Linked DNA regions of Mus musculus: region 1 is linked to region 2. A link is a contact called in public promoter capture Hi-C data. All regions are on one chromosome and are shown on one strand. The core of a region is the stretch at or near the end of the contact, and the rest is flanking DNA. Distances in the headings are between cores, read along the strand shown. Region 1 holds the start of Ptpn22 (protein tyrosine phosphatase, non-receptor type 22 (lymphoid)). Region 2 holds the start of Mab21l3 (mab-21-like 3).

Region 1 (6,257 bases), core at 2,690-5,189, 2.0 Mb before region 2:
GGTTTGGTCAGTGTTTTATTATAGAGGCAGGGCAGCCTAATTAGAACAGCCGGTGACTACTCGACATCTTTCAATACTCTTTCTATGATCACTACAAGAATCACATCTATGGAACTTTGACAGAATTCACAACAACGACTAGAAAAAACCTGAGATCCAGCTACAAGCTTATTCTCAGCCTGGTGTACACTGTACATGAGATGCCTGGATTCTCTCTCTGCCTCTCTCTGTCTCTCTGTCTCTGTCTCTCTGTCTCTCTCTCTCTCTCACACACACACACGCACACGTGCACAGGTGCGCCCCCACTGCACAGAGAGCCCCTGGGTGTTCTTCCTAATAATAATACCCTGACCTCCTACCTCTACAAAAAGATAGAAGCCAACACTATCAGAACAGTTTGGGTTTTTTTTTTTTTCTGCATTGCTTTATTTATTATACTAAACAGGAGTTTTAAAATCTGTTTTTTGAACTATATGCAGACGAAATTGTGTCAAGTGTCTTGTGTCTTATTTGCAAAGCTAATCAATTTTGTTGCTTGTAGCTGGATCTCAGGTTTTTTTCTGACATACACGTTTTTAAAAATATAAAAAGAAGGAAGGGTCTGGAAAGATGGCTCAGTAGATGGCTCTCTTGCTGTGTTTGCTGAGGTCCCACTTGCTGTGTTTGCTGAGGTCCCAGAGTCAGTTCTCAGCATCCACCCAGTGGCTCACAACCCCCTGTAACACCAGTTCCCAGGGATCCAACTCCATCTTCTGGCTTCCACAGGCACTGGGCAGGCACTAAATGCATAATATATAAATGCCGGCAAAACAACACATATACACACACCAAATACAAATCTTTCTTTAAAGGAGCAGGGTGTGCTTGATGGTACACGCCTTTACTTCTGTTACATAGGAGGCAGACAGACTTCTGAGAGTCTGAGGCCACCCTGGTCTACATAGTGAATCCCAGTGCAGTGAGAGCTGCATAACGAAACAACAATAAAAACTTAACAACGACAAAGAAGTCAGGACTGAAATCTGAGTTAAGGAACCTTTTGGTTTTGTTTCTTGGTTTGTTTGTTTGTTTGTTTTGTGGGGGGAGTTGTTGCACAGAAAATCTACATTTAAGTATAAATGCTGTATCATACTAGCCACTAAGGCTGCTAGCAGTGCCTTTACGTCATAAAGTTCATTCTGAAATCTCACAAACATCAAGAACTTCAGGTGGACTGTGGGCAGAAGTCAAGTGGAAACCTTCCAGTTGGATGGCAGTATTTCCCTGGGCCAACAGCTCCTCTCCCAAAGCTATTTTTCTGGTGTCTCAGTTGAACCTTTAGGTGGGGCTGAGGGTGAAACTCTTGTTTTTCCACTGGAGGACGTGAGTCAGTGAACAGTGAGGTTCCACTTAATCACCACCCAAAAGAAGGTTCTTAAGTATAAGGAGCCAGAAGGGCAAGGAGATGATTAATATAAACCCAGGACAGTGATTTACCCGGGTGGGATGGGGTGGAGGAATGGGGTGGGGTGGGGTGGGGTGGGTGGGTGGAGAGGCCAGTTGTGGAAGGGACAGTAGGGAATCTCTCCAAGTTAGACAGTGCTATATTTTTTGATCTGTGCAGTAACCGCATTAGCACTGGTTCCTTTATAACTATATTCACATGTTTTGTGTAGTTTTTCTAAATATATATTTTAGTTCACAATTATAAGCAGCTAACAAAATACAAGCTATAAAAAAGTTCTTAAGCTGAGAAAAATATGACCAGATTTATGTAATTAAAAGAGCACTTTGGAGCCTGGCATGGTGGTGTACACCATTGTACACCTTTCATCTCAGCACTCAGGAAACAGAAGGTGGATCTCTGAGTTCAAGGCTAGTCTCGTCTATACAGTGAGTTCCAGCCCAGCTATGGCTACATAGTGAGTCCTTGTCTAAGAAAATTAAGGTGGGACAAGGCTAGAAACAGAGAAAGCAGTCAGGAGGTGGCAGCCAGTTTGGTAAGAGACTATAACGACCTCTACGAGTGGTTAAAATATTAGAGATATAGTCTGCTCTGTTTTGAAAAATACAACCCAAGTAAGACAAAGATGTCACTACCTCTCAGCTCACGTCCCCTCTATATCTTAATAAATTGCCTTAAGAATGTCTCAGTGATACAGTCAAAAGGCATGCTTGGATCTAAGTAGACACATAGGCAACTCTACCCTGTGCCTAAACTACCCTGAGAACTTGTGGCAGAAAGAAAATATTTAAGTGACACCATAAGCTGGCATAATATCTTAGCCTCAAAGTTGGGCCACTATATACTAGCCTGCTGTGCTATCTAATAGTGATATCTGTTCAGTGAAAACATCATGGATAGTTTTCTCTTCTAATATCTGGTGCCAGAACGCTAGTTCTGGAAGGCAAAGACATTTTGTTTACTATTGTATCTTAGTGTGAAGAAACAAAGTTGGTACATAGTAAGTGCTCCTAAATGATCCCTTTTCTGAGACACGGTCCCTCTCAGTCGCCTGGGCGAGCCTTGAACTCAAGATTTAACCCACCTCAGCCTTCCAAGTAACTGGGTCTCTGGGTGCCTCCAAAACACCTTGTTCTCATTTAATTATTATAATTAATGATATAATCATCACAATAATCCAAAATGAGATAGATAGGACATAAATTATTATCCTCATTTTTTTAACCTAGAAAACAAAGAGTTAGGGTGATTTGGGAACACGTTAAATATTTGATAATTTGAATGATGACCATGTCGATGTTCTTTATTTTTCTCAATTCAAAGCTGAAGGGCTAAGGCTTAACATTCTTACAGTTCTGAAATACCAATTAGAAGCTTTTAGAACACAGCAGGTTGGTGTGGTCGTACATGCCTTTGATCCCAGTGAGGCAGAGGCAGGAGGATCTTTTAAGTTCAAGGCCAAACCTGATCTACATAGTGAGCTCTAGGCCAGACAGAGCTACATACTGATACAAACAAACAAACAAACAAACAAACACTAAGCAAAAACCAAAAGCATGACAGGTGTGTCAAATACCATGTTATCTGATGTGCCTGACAGGGATGGAAAATGGGCCGCCCAGCTTTTGTTACACTGTTAACTATGGCTCCCTCTAAGTGGATTTGAGTTCTGGATAATCAAGTCCACCTGCTCCCAGGCTACCTTGCTCTCCATGTCTCTCACGTGTCTCTACTCCCCACTCTCCCTAGCCCACTTCTCCAGACAATATAAGTTAAAGAAGCCCAGCTATTGTTAAAAAGGAAAATGCCTATTCTAATAATCAACTTGTTTTCAAAGGGATAGGAGAAAAAGTGGCAAAATGAGAGTTTTTGGTGTTTTTCAAACCCCTGTTATCCCAATGATAGCCTATAGGGAAGCTAAAAATAACACGTAACATGAAAAGCTACTCTTATTAGTAATCTGAAGCATATGTCACAATGCAAATGCTTTCTGCAGATGTTCAGAAAGCATTAATATCCATACACCTGTCTATACCTTCTGTAGGACCATTAAGCTCAAAAGAACAAGCAAACCCAACATTAAAACCAGCCTACCTGGAGAAAACCCTGAGCACAGACACAACAAAGCCCAGAGAGGTTATGTTCTTAGGTCGCCTTCCTCCCTTCCACTCCAAACTCCATGGTCGTGTTATCCCTACAGCAATTGCGTCTAGGCAAACTGGGCCACCACAGACTGCTACACAGTTTATCTAAGAACTCTTCAGAGCATTCCAGAACTCACCAGAAATTCACTGGCAAACTCCTCACTGTTGAGTTTCTTTTTCTGGGCTTCTTTCAGTAGTTGCTGCAGAATTTCTCTTTGGTCCATGCCGCAGAGCAAGAGTCTGTGAGTAGGTTAAGGGAGGGCATGTCAAATATGTGTCATGGCCAAGGCAGCACCAAGAAGCCACTGCTGCTGCAGGAGCACAGCGTGCTGGAGGCTGTGGTTTACTGACTTCATCACAAGCCCTAGAGGAAATTAGTACAAAACTAGCTTCTGTGGTCACACAACAAAGCCATCATCTCCCTGCAGGGCCCTAGCGCCTTCCTTTCTCAACAAAGAAACTTGGCTACTGTTCAAATGTAACAAACAAGAGGCTAACCAGAACACAAACTGTGGTCTGCTTAGCTCAGAGACTGTTCCACGCTGTCAGTCTCAGACAGCACTCAGTTCTTCCATTCCCAGAAGAAAGGCAGAAAGTACAGCACTAACCTGTGAGTTCAGCTTTTCACATCCCAGTGAGCAGAAAGGCCTGGGTGACGCCCACCTATGCCCTGCTGCAGGAGAGGAGACAAACACTGGAGTTACCTATCTCCGACCCGGACCATTATCCCCAAAGTCTCCTATAGATATGATCATGGCAGACCTCTGCTCATCAAGCGGGCATTTTGTTTCAGAATTTGTCAAGCTTCCATTATAAACCTCACGTTTTTCTTTTAGAGGAAGCAAAGTCCACTGCTTCTGATGGTCCATCTCACCCGTGACTGGGGAAGTACTGGCCCTCATTAAGGGAAGTGTTGGTCTCTGTACTTCTTCAGACCTCCAGTAGCTTTGCAAACACTGAGAGTACAGCTCTACACAGGATGGGAAGCACCGGGGAGGCAGTTAGCACAATATCCCCAGAACGCACTGCTAGCAAACAGCGAAAGGACAAAACGGAACTAAAGCTAAAATATTGCTTGCTGAGAACCATACAGATTCTATCTAGGTCAGCCTGTCTGGAGAGAATTGAGGAGAGGTGGTGCAGTCCCAGCTCCTCAGGACTGTCCCCAGCTGCAAGATCACTTGAGTCTCAGAGTTTGAGACACCTGAGAAACAAAGTGAGCGCTCTCTCTCTCTCTCTCTCTCTCTCTCTCAGAAGGGGAGGGAGGAAGAATGAAAGAGGCTGAAGAATTCATGAAGACATGTTGACATTTTGATCCTACAGAGCCTATCTCAGAAAAGATCGCGTTTCAGGGAGCCGTCCACATCTGTGGTATCAGTGCCTTAACAAGGCAGGTTATTCCAGAGAATGCTTCCACATCTCCGTTTGCATAAATCCTCTCTTCGATGGGCACAAATCCACTCAAGATCTAATTCAGTGTGAAAACCCTTGCAAATGAGGAAGTTCAGTAAACAGAATGTTACAAAATTAGTTTCAAGTTAAAAAAAAAAACTGGGAAAGGTGTAGTTTGGACTTCCTCTATTAAGATATTAGCAACCCTTTCTGGTTTTACACTATTCAAACTCCCTTCAGAAAATCATGATTTTGAACACAAAACACGCTGCACCCTCTTCATTGAACCCTTGGCAGGCAATTTGAAGTTAGTATTTCACATAAAGAATTTCAAATGTAGTTCACACAAATTAAAATGAACCATAATTCTTCAGCAATATTTCCTGAGACTAAAACAAATCTCTGAGATTATCCTTGTCTAGCAACAACAGGAAATTTCTTGCTACTCTAAATGATGCAATATTTGACTATTTTAAAACATACAAAATATGGGGAAGCTTTATTTTTAAAAAGAATACAACATTCTTCAGGGTATAATGGAATATACTTGTAACACTAGCACTGAGGAGGCTCAGATAGGAGAATGGTTACAAAGTGCAGGCCTATCTGAACTATATATAGCAAGACACTGTCTCAAAAGTTAAATACTTTAAAAATCCTAAGTTAACTATAAATAAAATTATATGAAAATATGAAATTTAAGCCAGACTCAGAAAGGCAAGTATTACATGTTTTTTCCCCTTAAACAGAGAATCTAGATTTAAGTGTGTGTGTGTGTGTGTGTGTGTGTGTGTGTGTGTGTGTGTGTGTGTGTAGGCCATAAAAATAGAAAGAGGAACATTATTATCATACATTAGTCACACATAATGGATTACATGACATTTTCATATTGTAGTTAATGCATTCCGATTACACTACGCATTCAGTCTTACCCTCTCTTCTCTTCACACCTAACCCCTCTCCTCTTGCCAACCATCTCCTGCCTCCCACTTTCATGTCTTTTTTAGTTTTCAATCCCAGTGAGCTTCATTAGGGTAGTTTAGGGGAGCATGCATAGCTTACCAGAGTCTCACACTGAAGATGACTTCTCTCCCTTCCCTGCCAACCATTACCGGCATAGAGATCTTCAGGCTGGGGTGGGACTCCATGAATCCCTTACCCTCCGCGACAGAGTGTTGAGTTGACACAAACTCAAGTTTGTGTGGATCCTCTACGAGTGGCACAGCTTCCATGAGCTCAAGAGTGTAACACCCAAGTCCCACTTAGAGATTAGCATT
Region 2 (5,611 bases), core at 227-2,726:
ACTTGAGGACTGACATCCAAGCTTGTCCTCTGACCTCTGTGTGCACACACAAGACTATAAATAAAATGTTGTGAATACTTTGGAAAGCAGACATTAAACATGTTATTGGTCCTCCAAATCTATTACATTTATCTATCTATTATTTCTATGTATGTGTGGATGCACACACGAGGCAGTTCACTCTTTCCTTCTACCATATGGGTCCTGGGAGGTGGGGAGAAATCGAACCCAGGTCCTCCGGCTCGGTGGCAGATGCTTATCTCTGCTGAGCCATCTCACCTGCCTGGTCCTTACAGATTGAATTGGGCTAAAGCTGGTTTCCATTTTTCAAACTGGCATGTTATAAAAAAAATGAGGATTTCTATTTCCTGAGGACGGAGGAAAGCCTGAGTTAACTAGGTCCCTCTTGGTGGCCTGGCACAGTGCTTCAGGCACACCCTTACCCAACAGACATTCGCTGACCTGTTGTCCCATTAACTAGAGATCTGTGTCTGCCGGTAAAGCCTGTTTTCCTCAGCCTGTCTGATAGGAGCTGCCAGAGCCTTCATCTGTGCCATAGCCCTGTGCTGTGGAACCTTACCAGTGCACTAGGAACCAGGCCATGCTACTCTAAGCTGTGTTCACACAACACACCAATCTTCAGATGTGGCTCTCCTGGGAATACATCTACAGGCAGCTGCCCTGAGTTCACAGTGCCTTTCCTTCTCTGGGTTCCTCCTATAGTTCAATTATTCAGAATTCCCTCTCCATACCTGGCAAGTATCTTTCCATCTTGGAGCAAGAGAAGTTTCCAGATACAACACTTGAATCTGTAGTACTGAGTGACTGAGACGGGACGGTGTTAGAGCAAGAATAGTGAAGGTGTGGGCATTTAATTCCAGAAACCCGGGGCAACTTTATTGTTATTGGGAAAGACCCTGCCGTAGGACAGGGACTATGCAGTAGTGATTCCAGCAAAAGCAGAAGTTAGGGTGAAAATAAAAGTATGTGTGTGGGGAAGGGAGTGAGTGTGGGGGTGGGGAGACTTCAGCAGAGTTGAAAGCAACATGGAAAGAGAATTCCCAAAGGCAGATTAGGGGGTAGAGCTTCTTGTTTCACTAGTGAAAAGCTGATGTGGTAGATTCGGAATGATGACTATAGTAACAGCAGTCAAGGGACAGAGATTCCCTTACCATTTCAGAGCATGTGCCGTAAAGAGAAGGGGATTTCCAGGACACGGAAAAGCAGGTGGAAAGTCAAGGCAGTCAGCGTGGAGGGGGATTCTGGGGACCTTTGTGGATCCTCAGTTTTTCAGGACTGGTATAAGACCTGGGATTGGCAGATGAAGCCTGGAGAAGGCCGCCCCAGCGCCTGGAGGAGGGAGGTGGGTGGGGTCTGATGTGGCTCTCCTTGGAGCTGTCTGGGAGGATATGCAAATTTGGGGCCGCGGGAGAGAGTGGAAGGGCTGGATTGGCTGCGGTTGAGCATTGAGGAGGCTGGCTTGGAGAGCTGCCTGTTTGAAAGCCTTGCTCAGACATGAACTGGACTGCCAGCTCTGTTGTCTGTCAGTCTTTCGGATCAAAGACGGTGATACTCACGAGCTTTAGGGAGATAAGGCTGCTGGGATATTTTCCCTCCTGGAGTAAAACTAGGCCCAACCAGTCAGACTGGGAACTTATTGTCGGTTTTCTAGGATGAGTTTTACTGGTAAAACTAGATGTGTCCTAGACTCTTAAGGGGCCTGTTTATACTGAGTATATTTTGAATGCCAACGTCCAAGTGGGAAATCACATTCTAAGGTCAGCAGGTGAGAGGCAGGACTCTCTGCCCTACTTTTCTCTGCGTGTATCTACCTGTTTGTATCTCTCTCTCTCTCTCTCTCTCTCTCTCTCTCTCTCTCTCTCTCTGTGTGTGTGTGTGTGTGTGTGTGTGTGTGTGAGAGAGAGAGAGAGGGGGGGGGGCAAGCTTGCCTCTGTATACACAAGTGTCTCTGTGAGTTCATGTATGTGTCTGTATTAGTGTGTGAGCGTGTGAGCTTACCTCTATATACACAAGTGTCTCTGTGAATGCATGTGGTGTGTGTGTGTGTGCCTGTGTCTGTGTGTGACTATGCGAGCATGTAAGCTTGCCTCTCTATACACAAGTGTCCCTGTGAGCTCAGGCTTTTCTAAATGTCACTCCTGGCCCTCATCTGATTGGCAAGCCTTGTGCCGGGCATGATGAAAAACCAGGCGGCTTGTTTGCAATTTCTTATTTGTTTATGGTAAGGAAGTAAATCAATTGCAGAATTTTCAGGAGTGGAGGGCCAAGGGATATTTACTGTCAACAAGGTAAGGACGGGGAGATGTAAGGTACTGGGCACCAAGGTGCACCTGGTGCCAGGACAACAGGATAAAGAAAAAAAAAAAAAAAACAGGATAAGTTCCAACTCGTTTTCATCACGTCTCCTTTTTAGTCTTTCTACAGTTCCCTGAAAGATGGCAGATGAATTCTTCCATGCTGGAAAGGAAAACTGCAGTGAGCAGGCAAGAAGAAGTCAAGTCTCTGGTCCACGTTCACAATTCCAGAGAAGTTTTATCCAGAGAGTAACGTTGCTGGGAAAGCTACCCACCAGATTTGTCCTCCATCGGGAAAGAAAGCAGAAGGTTGCTGCTATACTGGGGGTTGACCAAGAAGCCATGAAGTCTCTTCCAGAGGGAGACTTAGACCATTGCCTGCTGAGCAAGGTGAGCCAGGGCTGGCCTCTCCTGGGCACACCCTCTAACTCTCCATCCCATGGCCATTGATCAGAAGGAATCCCCTGCTTCTGGAGGCCATAGATGCCTCGTTCTCAGGAACTCAGGGTGGCTACCCTCAGCACCCTGAGGAGGTCCATATGGCCAGTTAATTATCTGAGCCTCAGACTTCAGACTTCTTTCTGTAAAATGAGAATCTGAGTGGGATTACTGGGATATGAGTAGCCAGGCACAGGCACGGTGACAGACATGGGGATCAGAAACTGAGAGTATTTTGGTCTACATGAATCCTTGCCTCAAAAACAGCTACAAAACCAAAACACAACAACAACAACAAAAACCTACAAAAAAACCCAAAACCAACCAAACAAAAAGAACTTAAGACAATGTTTGTTTGTTTGTTTTAAAACTACAAAACTGATAGTTTTTAAATATTGTTTGGGGGCTAGAGAGATGGCTCAGCAGTTAAGAGTATTAACTGCTCTTCTAGAGGACCCAAGTTTGATTCTCAGCATTACATGGTGGCTCACAACCATCTGTAATTCCAGTTCTAGGGAATCTAATCTCCTCTTCTGTCTCCAGGCGCACCAGGCACATTTGTGGTGCATAGACATGCATGTAGGCAAAACACTTATACATGTAAAATTAAAACAAAATCTTCAAAAAGTATTACTTCATTTGTAAGCTGGGCATGGTGGAACCTACCTTTAGTCCCAGCACTCAGAAGTCAGAGACAGGCAACTCTCTGTTAGTTCAAAGGCCAGCCTGGTCTATTGAGTGGATTCCTGATTAGCTTGGGCTACTATATTGTGGAACCTTGACTCAAGAAAAAAGGAGAAAGACAGACAGGAAGGAAGGAAGGAAGGAAAGAAAGAAGGAAGGAAGGAAAGAAAGAAGGAAGGAAGGAAAGAAAGAAGGAAGGAAGGAAGGGGAAGAAGGAAGGAAGGGGAGGAAGGAAGGAAGGAAAGGGGGGAAAGAGGGGAAATAGGAATATGGAGAAAGAGAAGGGCTAATTTCAGTTTTAGGCTCTTTTGATGTTAGACTTTATAGGGACCTTAAATATTATTTACTTTAATCTCTTCCATTGTTCCACATACCTATGAAGCTTCTAAGGCATGTTGTTAATGTTTAAACAAAGAGGTTTAAACTGAGAGGTGGGGGACTGGTCTCTGGCTTTCACGCCTTTATACATAAACAAAGCAAAGATTATTATCACAGTGAGACATGAGTGCATTTTTTAGACATCAAGGGAAAATAAGGAAAATCGACCTGCACCAAAACCAATCTCCAGCAAAGTGGCTTCCCCGACACTCCTCTACACAGAGGCCGTGTTGACGGGCATCTTCCTGGAGTCGCATGTTTTCTGGAAAACCAGCAGCATTCCAATTTTCTTAGCATTGCATTCATTCAAGTGATTTCACCTGCCCAGTCCTCTGACCCACTCTCCCTGGGCATTGCTACCAGCAGAAATTGTAAATGGTATTCCCAACGTGGAACCCAGCCTGGATTCATGGTATGCTTGGTCTCTAGAGCATTTTCTAAAGTTTTCTCTATTGACATTTCAAAAATACCAAGATATCTACATAAGAATCTAGGCTTCTGTCCCCTGTAGGGATAAAAAGAATCACGCTACCTGGCAACCACAGGCCCGGTGTCTGGCCTGGAAATTGTGGACTGAGTGTTAGCACGTGTGACAGCCAGTTCTCAGCAGGTTGCAGCCCCTTACCACCAGTCTGACAGCTCTGTCCTTGTTCATCTCTTGTCCCTGAAGATGGGTCAGCCTCTTCTCCCCCTAAGAGCTCTGTCCTAAACAGACCTCGGGCCCAGCTTTTTCCTTGTGTTTGTTCTTTTTCTTTTGGGCTCATTTTAATCTCTTCTCACACAGCTCAGAGTTGGCCTAAAAGGTTCTCTAACACACGGGCACAGAACACTTCTGTCATCCTGGGAACTGTGGAGCTGATAGTGCTCATTGGTTAAGCACTGACTCTCCCTAGCCCTGCCTTAGCCTCTGACTTCAACCTTGGAGGTTCCTTCTACCTTTTCAAAGGGACCAACAGTGTCCTGGACATATTCGTTCCTTTCCTTCCATACTCCCAGAGTATCTTGAAAAGATGTAGTCTGAAATATCTACAGAGTCCCCTGGATATATATATATATATATATATACCTACCCCCCAAAAGGTGCTAACAGGCTGAGGTGCCCATAACATTCACCAACCTCCATTTCTATAGAGAAAGAAAGAGGTTCATAGAGGTGAAATGACTTGGCTAAAGTCCCATGGCTGTGTGCTGGCTGTGTGTTGGCTGTGCTGGTTTCAGCACAGCTGGCTGGACCCAGAGACCATATCCCCTCTGCTGACATTCTCTATCTTGAAGATGCACACGGAACATCCTCTTTATATCAAATCCTGCTTTGTGGTTTTGGGGGAGCTCAAACCCTGAGAGGTGTTCCACTAAAGGCGAACGAAATTCTGTGCATGCCTGAGGGATGGCCAGCCATACCTGCAGAGTCTATTCTTAACTCCAAGGAGGAAGGGGATGTTTTGTGTACAGTCAGGATGCTAACTGCAGTGTGCGGCAGACCCCAAGCTACTGTGGAGAACTCTGGAGAGGGAAAGAAAGGACGTTGGCTTTGATGGAGAAAAGTGGTCTACAGAGAAAGGGATGGAGATGAGGGCTTAGAGGATGTGTTAGGTTTCAATAGATGAAACCCATTTACCCACCCATCCCCATCCCATGGGGGCGGGTGTTGCACTCAGCTATGCTTTCTTTTAGGTAGCAAATATGATCTGTCTGTCACTTACTAACTCTGGTGTAAGTTACCTCCTGAGCCTCAATTTCCCCATCTATAAAGCAGGAACCACCAGCAAATGCTATGGTATAGGAGGCCTGAGTGT

The links. Promoter capture Hi-C pulls out the DNA fragments that hold promoters and counts their contacts.
Region 1: a contact with region 2 is called in a promoter capture Hi-C map of liver, with 5 times the contacts expected there. The contact joins the promoter of Ptpn22 here to the promoter of Mab21l3 in region 2. A contact is called at or near these places in 2 of 39 promoter capture datasets (both in liver).

What each region holds. Positions count from the first base shown.
Region 1 is chr3:103,857,959-103,864,215 of GRCm38.p6, reverse strand. Ptpn22 (protein tyrosine phosphatase, non-receptor type 22 (lymphoid)) reads right to left here and starts at 3,939. Exons shown (of 21, transcript NM_008979.2): 1 at 3,726-3,939. The coding sequence starts at 3,812.
Region 2 is chr3:101,832,088-101,837,698 of GRCm38.p6, reverse strand. It overlaps Mab21l3 (mab-21-like 3), which reads left to right and starts at 1,476. Exons shown (of 7, transcript NM_172295.4): 1 at 1,476-1,778; 2 at 2,435-2,705. The coding sequence starts at 2,457. Gm33381 (a long non-coding RNA gene) reads right to left here. Exons shown (of 3, transcript XR_003954538.1): 3 at 2,280-2,896.